2 separate regions of the Hordeum vulgare genome follow, and region 1 is linked to region 2. The links are chromatin contacts, called in public Hi-C maps. All regions are on one chromosome and are shown on one strand. Each heading gives the region's core, a stretch centred on a gene start, on an enhancer-like site or on the middle of the called end of the contact. The rest is flanking DNA. Distances are from core to core; before and after follow the strand shown. Region 1 holds the start of LOC123407444 (histone-lysine N-methyltransferase ATXR3). Region 2 has its middle 120 kb from the start of LOC123411702.

Region 1 (3,841 bases), core at 23-2,522, 680 kb after region 2:
CCGCCCGCACTCCCCGGAGATCCTGCGCTCGCCGGCTGCCCGCGCTCGCCATGTATGCAACTCCGTCGCCCACGCTCGTCGGTGATCCGCACTCGCCATGGATGCAGTTCTGTCGCCCACGCTCGTCGGTGATCTGCGTTCGTCATGGATGCAGCTCCGCCGCCCGCACTCGTCATGGATGGATCTCCCCCCGCTCGTCATGGATGGATCTCACGCTGCCGCCCGCACACGCCATGAATGCATCTCCGCCTCACCGACACATGATGGATGTAGCAAAAAACTGTTGATAGTAGCAAAATCGATGGACACTTACAACAGAATCATCTGGCCGCCGCCGCCGGTTTCAGCTCCGACATGATGGATGTAGCAAAAAAAATCTGCCTGTAGTAGCAAAATCAAAGGGCAGTTGCAGTAAAATCATCTCACCACCGTCACCGGTCTCAGCTATGGCATTGATGGATGTAACAAAATTCCTCGCTCGTGGTAGCAAAATCCAGCAACCGTTGCAACGATTTGAACGTCGAATGTAGCAAAAATTGTGGTTGTATCAAGACAATGGTCAACAAAATTGTCCGTCGGTGGTATCTTTTTTCGTTGCCTATTGTAGCAAAAATCACAATGCCATGTGCGATATAGCAAAATGCAACATCGCTGGTAGCAAAATGCAATGCTGGTTATAGCAATTTGTGATGCTGGTTGAAGCATGTAGCAAATTTCGATGTTGGTCCCATCATCCGTGCAGTGGCGGAGCCAGAATTTGGATATGACCGCTGATAGGGGGGCCAAATACATACGTACTTGCTCATATCAGTCAAATATGCACTATATACTTCAAGTTTCGTCGATCGTTGGGAGGGGGGAGACCCCTGCTCGTCCCCCGCCCGTGCATCTGTGTGTCGTGGATGTGCGTAACCATCACAGTTATACAGCTCGTCCGCTGGAGCTAGAAAAATGCTGGAGTTGTCCTGAAATAATCAGGTATGCGGATAAGAGGTAGTCCGCACGAAAACGGAAAGACGACGACCTTGCTTGCCGTCATCGCTTGCTGAGCTGCTCGCCGTCGCAACTTACCGTTAATGCGGAAGTAAACGGCGACCTTATCGGGACCCCGCATTGTCGCCGCTAGCTGATGCTGCTCGCCGCTGCAGTGGCGGAAGAGAAGCAGGACCCATGATAGCGGGCGACCGGCCGAAAGTTCGGCCGGCGCTCCCAAACGTTTCCCGTCTCCCGTCTCCCGTCTCCCATATAAGACCGAAGGCGTGGGGTGGCTTTACGAACAAACAGGCCATAGTAGCCCCCTTAAGCCAGGACCAGGAAGCCAACACACACACCAACACCCTCCAAGGCCAAGGCGATAGCGAGCGCGAGGGCGCCCCCGCCCGCGTTGGAGACGAGACGAGGCTCGAGAGGGGCCGACGCGGGAAGGGAACCGCCGCGACCCCGGGGAGGGCAAGCTCGCGACGCCACCTCCGGGAAGGACCGTCGCCGCCGCGGATCTCTCGATCTGAGGAGCCGCGTCTCGATTCCCCGCAGGTACGAGCGCTACGATCCGGGCCCAACTCAATCCGATTTGGTTCAATTCGAATTGCTTCTCATTGCTCTTGATTTGTGCCCTGCTATCTGCTTGCCTGGAATTAGGGTTTTGTGCGCGGCCGCGCCGGAGATGAGCGTGGAGAGCCCTGGGAGAGCCGCCGGGAGTTAGGGTTTTCTCGCCGTGGGAGCACTGGACCGCTCACGACACCCTCCCAGGTTTTCCATGGGAGATGGAGGAGTCGCGTGCGCCGTCCCGCCTCAGCGTGCAGTGGAGGGATTCCGTGCCGACTCCTTCGTGAGGGGAGAAGCGATGCCAGACAAGGGGGAGAAAGCGCACGGCCACCACCACCACCACCACCACCATCACCACCATAAGCACTATTCGGCTTCAGCTCCCGACCTCGAGGAAGGGGAGCTGCTGCTGAATGGAGAGGCAGACAACAGACGGGACTTGGACAGGACCATACCTCCCAAGAAATGGCGCAAGTTGCTGCCTTCCTCGCCAGCTGCAGAATTGGAGCCGGGGGAGATTGTAGGCGTGCAATCAGAGCCAACAAGGAAGACAAGGAGGAACGTGGAGCTTGAAAAGGCTGAGCTTGTGCCTGTGACGCAGAGGAAAGGCAACTCTGACAAGACCGGGAGAAAGTCAAATAAAGATGTGGTGGAGCCAGGGGAGGTTACTCCACTGGGAAAAATACGGGACCGGGGTCATAGCGGCAAGATAAGTTCGTCAGCTCACATCCGCGAGGATGGGAAGAAAGGCTCTTCACGTGAATCTGATGAGGAGCCTGGTGAGATTAAGCCAGAGAGCAGCAGCAGTGCCAGTGCTAGGAAGAGCCAGACAGTCGAGCCCGAGAGCAACTACCGCAAACACCAAGCTGAGACATGCACTCAATCAGGGTCAAAAAGTCGAAGGAAGGGAGAGCCAAAGAGTTCTTCTGCTGGGAAGCATTTGTCTGGAAGAAATCATGACATCTCGCCGCAAATACGAGATCGGCATGATCGTCTTGAGAGGAGCCCAGGCATCTTGGGACGCTTTCCTCATGATCGCATTCGCCATGAGAGGAGCCCAGGCCGCATGGAGCGCTCCCCACGAGACCGAGACCGTGGTCGTAACTGTGATAACAGAGACCGCAGTCCGTACATTTCACCACGACACAGAGCACGCCAGGCCCATCACAGGGATAACACACCGAGCCGCATTGATAATTCCCCTCATGGGAGGACTCAGCACGATGACATCAGAGACCGAACTCCGCTCTGTCATGATAAATCACCATCTGAACGTGGTCGAACAACTGATAGCCATGAAGCAAGTAAGAAGAGCAGGGGTGCTAAGCTTGAAAGCAACAACCTAGAAAATGTGCAGCACAGAAATAAGTCAACAAAGCAACCAACTAAGAGTAATAGTGGTAGCAACATAAAGAGTGAGGAGAGGATCTCCAAGGGGAAGGCAGCGGAGGGTGTTCAATACACTGAGTTGCTGCCACCACCTCCATTACCACCACCGCCGCCGCCTCCCCCGCCTCCACCTCCGCCTTTACCACCTAACATGCCTCCTCCCCTGCCCCCGCCACCAGTACCTGAGCAGCTGAATGATGTTCTCACTGAAGATGCCTCAATGGAAGAAGACATGGATATCTGTGACACCCCACCTCACACCAGTGAAGCACCTGAACCCAGTACTGAGCCCACTATTATCACGGGGAAGTGGTTTTATCTTGACCAATTCGGTGTTGAGCAAGGACCTTCCAAGCTTGCTGACTTGAAGAAACTGGTGGAAGACGGATATCTTCTTTCTGATCATCTAATAAAGCATGCTGACAGCAATAGATGGGTGACTGTTGAGAATGCAGCTTCACCACTGGTTCCATCTGATATCCCCTCGGCGTATGCGGACCTTTCTTCACAGAAGGTTAGCCCTCCAGAAGCTTCAGGAAATCTGCTCGATGAAGCTCGAAAAGGAGCAACTTTGTTGGCATCGGGTGCTGGGGATGAAGAGGAGGAAGCTTCTGAAGAACAGAAGGAAGACCTCTACATTGATAATAGGGTCGAGGCACTAATGTATGGAGCTACTATGGTGGATGGACATGAGCTTGAGATTCTTGGAGGTGAAAACGCTTCTTTACTTTTTGAGCTGAAGATTTAAATGTTTTCTTGATGTTAGTGAGCTGGGCTGGCTGAGCTTGTTTTTTGGGGGCTTTTAGGGATTGTCTTTTTATACAGCTTTTTTCGTAATATCCTTTTGGGTTGCAAATATCAGGGCCCTCGACTTTGGTAGTTTCGTTGTGCTCTTGCAGTTTGCGTC
Region 2 (3,926 bases), core at 1,377-3,876:
GGGTTGTTATGGGGACCCCCTAGATTCTTGTTTTGGGATAAAGCTCATTTGGCAAGGCCTAACATTGATACTATATTTGCCAACATAATAATTCTATTAATCCTGAAAAACATAGTGCATCATGAACCCAGGAGTAATTCAACATAATACTAGGAGGGCCAGTGCTGGTCCAAAACATAGCACTGTGCGGGGCCAACCCAGGGCAATTTGGGTGATTTCTATCACGCCACCATACACATGCTTATCCGCCGTGTCTTGAGAACTGGATACGCGGCTCCTATCGGGATCGTCGACACACCGGGCGGCCTTGCTTGACTTGTTTTACCTTTCTCGAGCGTCTTGTGCAAGGGATTTCAAGGACACTTTGGGCTATCTCGAGGTTGAGTTTTTCCAATAGGAACCCGAGGAGATCACGAATTTTACTTGATCGAGGTCATTCCGTCCCAGCATGTGGTAGTTTGTGATGGACTAGTTGGACCACCCCTATGGGGTTAAATCTTTCGGAAAGTCATGCTCACGGTTATGTGGCAACATGGAAACTTTGTTTAACATCCGGTTCTAGATAACTTCAAGTAAGCTTAATTAAAATACGCCAACTGAGTTCATAACTGTGACTGTTTCTTTCATGAGCTCCTTCTCCGGAAGAGGACACCGTGGGGTTATGTCTGACCTAAGTAGGTGTTCAGGATCATTCAGTTGATCATAAGTAGCTCACGTCCGCTATGCGTAGATCATCCCCCTCTTTTATTCTTGTACTCGTAAGTTAGCCTCCTCAAATAATCGAATACTACACCTTAAGTGAAGCTCAATATGCAACAAGTAATATATTGACGAAACTCCACATGCATATGTTTAGTTCACTCCCGCTTAGGTACTCATCAATTTTAAATGTTGTTTAAATAAGCAAGAGGTCAAGCGTAAATACACTACACTAGCTAGGCATTTTACATGGGTCGGAAACAACTTATATGATTTTTGAAACGACCTCATATGTTAATTTCAAAATTAGTCCAGATATGTATTAAACATATTTTATATTGATTAAACAGCAAAATAAAGTGGACCATGTGATTCTACACATCATTCTAGTCGGTTTACATAAATAAAATATTTAAAATGGAGCTACGGTCTAAAAGACATGACCAACACAAGATGATATGTCATGAATACCAAATGTATGCAAATGACAGCCACAAGCATGTTAATCATGTGTTCAACAAGATATTATGGAACTACATGATATTCTACACAAGGTTATATGAGGTCGGAACAACAAATAACAATTCCAGAAAGTCTCGATATGTAATTTTTGAATTTGCTACAGATCTGCCTAAAACATAATTTTAGAGCTGTTAAACAGCAAATTAAATGTTTCCATGATATTCTACACATTTTTCTAGCCAAGTTGCATATATAAAATATTTTAATTGAAGCTACGGTTAATTAATTATGAAATAAACCATTTTAACATAGCATCTACACAAACTAAATAAAACAACATGTTAAAACATTTTAAACATGTGTGCAAATTGGTTATTGTGAAACTACAAAAAAATTCTAAGCAGTTTTCATGTATAAAGTTTTTAAGTCCGATGCACGATTATTTGCTATGAATTAACTCATTTTAATATGACATCACGCAAAACAATGCAAACAACAAATTAAACATTTTTAAACATGCGTGAAAGCTGCAAATTCTTAATCTACACGAAATTCTGGACATTTTACATATCTAATTCATTCTGGACATTTTACATATCTAATTCATTTTAATCTGATGCACGGTTAATTAGATATGAGCATTTTTAAAACATGCAATCTTCTGTAATATGCACGACTGGATAATTACACAAATTCTCAAAACCAAAAAAACTAAACAAGCCGAATCTAGCTAGAACTAGGCTACACAGGGGAGAGCGTTAGATAACTAAACTGTGCGTGGGCGTCAAATAAACAAGGAGGTTGGGAGCTCACCCATGGGCTCGGCCCATTCAGAGGGGTCGGTCGAGGAGGTCAGCTGGGCCTCGGAGGTGCAGGGGCTCGGGCACGCGCACTGGACCGAGGCGCTCCGGAGGTCGGCTTGGGGAGTTATGGGCCATAGGCTAGGCTGGGCTCGGCCAGCTGGTGTGGAGACCTGACGCGCGAGGCGCGGCCCACACGGCGCTGCGGCGGCCTAGGCGTGCATTTGCGAGCGGTCAACACCGCTCAAGCGGGAACGTGGCAGGGCAAAGACTCAGCGAGGCAAACACGGCGGGGCGGCGCGGCTGACCAGATCTGTCCACGAGAGGTTGACAGTGTCCGGTCTTCGGCCGGATAGGTGTGGAGGCGGACCGAAGGTGGAGCTCCGTCGCGCGTGCGACTCGCTACGGCTGGCGGCTCCATGGGCGCGGTTGACGGCGGTCGCTGGGTCGGCACGGCGGCGAGCGGCGGTAGTGTCTGCACATGGGAGCTATGGGCAGAGAGCGGTGATAGGGCGAGGGTTAGGTAGCCGAGGCGCGAGCTCACGCGGCGCTGCAAGTTACACCTGTGGGCGAGCGGCGGCGCGGTGGTGGCTGCGGTCGCACAGACATGTTAGGGGTGGCCGCGTACATGTCCGACGGGGCTGCAGGATGATTTTTGACCCTAATTTCAGATTTTCGTGGCTGAAAATAACATGCTAGGAGTGGATCTCCGGATTACACGTATGTGGGGCTAGAATGTGGGGGTTTTCTAAGTGGATCTCCGGATTACACGTATGTGGGGCTAGAATGTGGGGTTTTCTAAAGGGTGTCTGCAATTCCGTCAATGGGGAACCCTAGATAGTAAGGGGGCTCTCTGCATAGGGTGGGTTTATATAGGGATTGGTCTATAATGGGTTGGACCTTTTCCGCCCGATCGCGATCCGATGACCACGAATGGAGGGAGGGTCTAGGTGGGTCTAGTGGGCTATGTAGATGGGCTACGTGGGGATGAAAGGGAAGTTTGTGAAGCATGATAAAGTTTTAAAACATCAAAACTTTCAAAAATTTGACCAGCTATAGCGCCGCCATATATTTAATGGTTCGGGTATCAAAGAGACTCCGATTGTAATGAAATTTGGCACGCAGCCTACCTACACTAAAATGAGATTGCGCGCCGACTTTCAACCCAATTCGAGAAAGTTTTATACACACTTCCAAAAACAAATATTTTAACGATGTCGCGGGCGTGTGCGTGTGTGGTTGGTCTTAAAACGATCAACGACAAAACAGAGAGAACCGGCAACTAATAATGGATGCATGTTTTTAAAATTGACACCAATAAATTGCCGATGTTATGCAGATGATGCACATGATGCGATGATGAATGCGACAACCAAATAGATCACTCAACGACGACGGAATAAAAGGGAAATATTCTGGAGCGTTGGTTCGGGTTGTTACAACTCTCCTACACTGACAAGAGATCTCGCCCAGAGATCTAAGAATGAAAAGGGAAGAGTAAGAGCAAGAGCAATAGGTAAAACTTAATCGCTTCTTGGACAAACGTGTGAAACCAACAATCCTTGAAGGTTGCAAAGAGATGAAGAATGACATGAGGAACAAACAAGATTTCAGATGAAATTTCGATAGCACTTCACTAGGAAATAGAGGCAAAGTTGATAACAAGGAAAGGACTTAGAGGGGCACAACACTCCGGTTAAATGAGCAAGCTATGCCATAACATGATCTTGACCAAACAGGATCATAGATTGAAGAGAACAACAACATCACTAAGCATGTGGAACAAAAGAATAGAAACTAGATACTTGGAATGATTAAAAAGGAGAAGAAAATAACAACTTCCATCACAATTGAACTTGAAAAGAATCCATACATGGAGGATTGAATGGAGTTTTTGGAAAATCAACAATGAAAAGAAGAAGCTTGTAGTGGGCTTATGAAAACCATCCCAAGATTATGAGGTGA

What was found. A called contact is a pair of places that touch in the nucleus more often than the background predicts.
Region 1: a Hi-C map of seedling shows a contact between it and region 2, with 2.2 times the contacts expected there. The contact joins the promoter of LOC123407444 here to the enhancer-like site in region 2. A contact is called at or near these places in 3 of 6 Hi-C or Micro-C datasets (leaf and seedling).

The regions. Positions count from the first base shown.
Region 1 is chr7H:327,103,337-327,107,177 of MorexV3_pseudomolecules_assembly, forward strand. It overlaps LOC123407444 (histone-lysine N-methyltransferase ATXR3), which reads left to right and starts at 1,273. Exons shown (of 21, transcript XM_045100581.1): 1 at 1,273-1,533; 2 at 1,639-3,644. The coding sequence starts at 1,757.
Region 2 is chr7H:326,425,170-326,429,095 of MorexV3_pseudomolecules_assembly, forward strand. No RefSeq gene overlaps it. Among protein-coding and RNA genes, the nearest start is that of LOC123411702, 120 kb to the right of the region's middle. Within about 2 kb of position 2,627, at least 3 of the 3 cell types and tissues checked have open chromatin away from gene starts, as enhancers often do. A contact at or near this core is called in leaf and seedling, where this site is marked.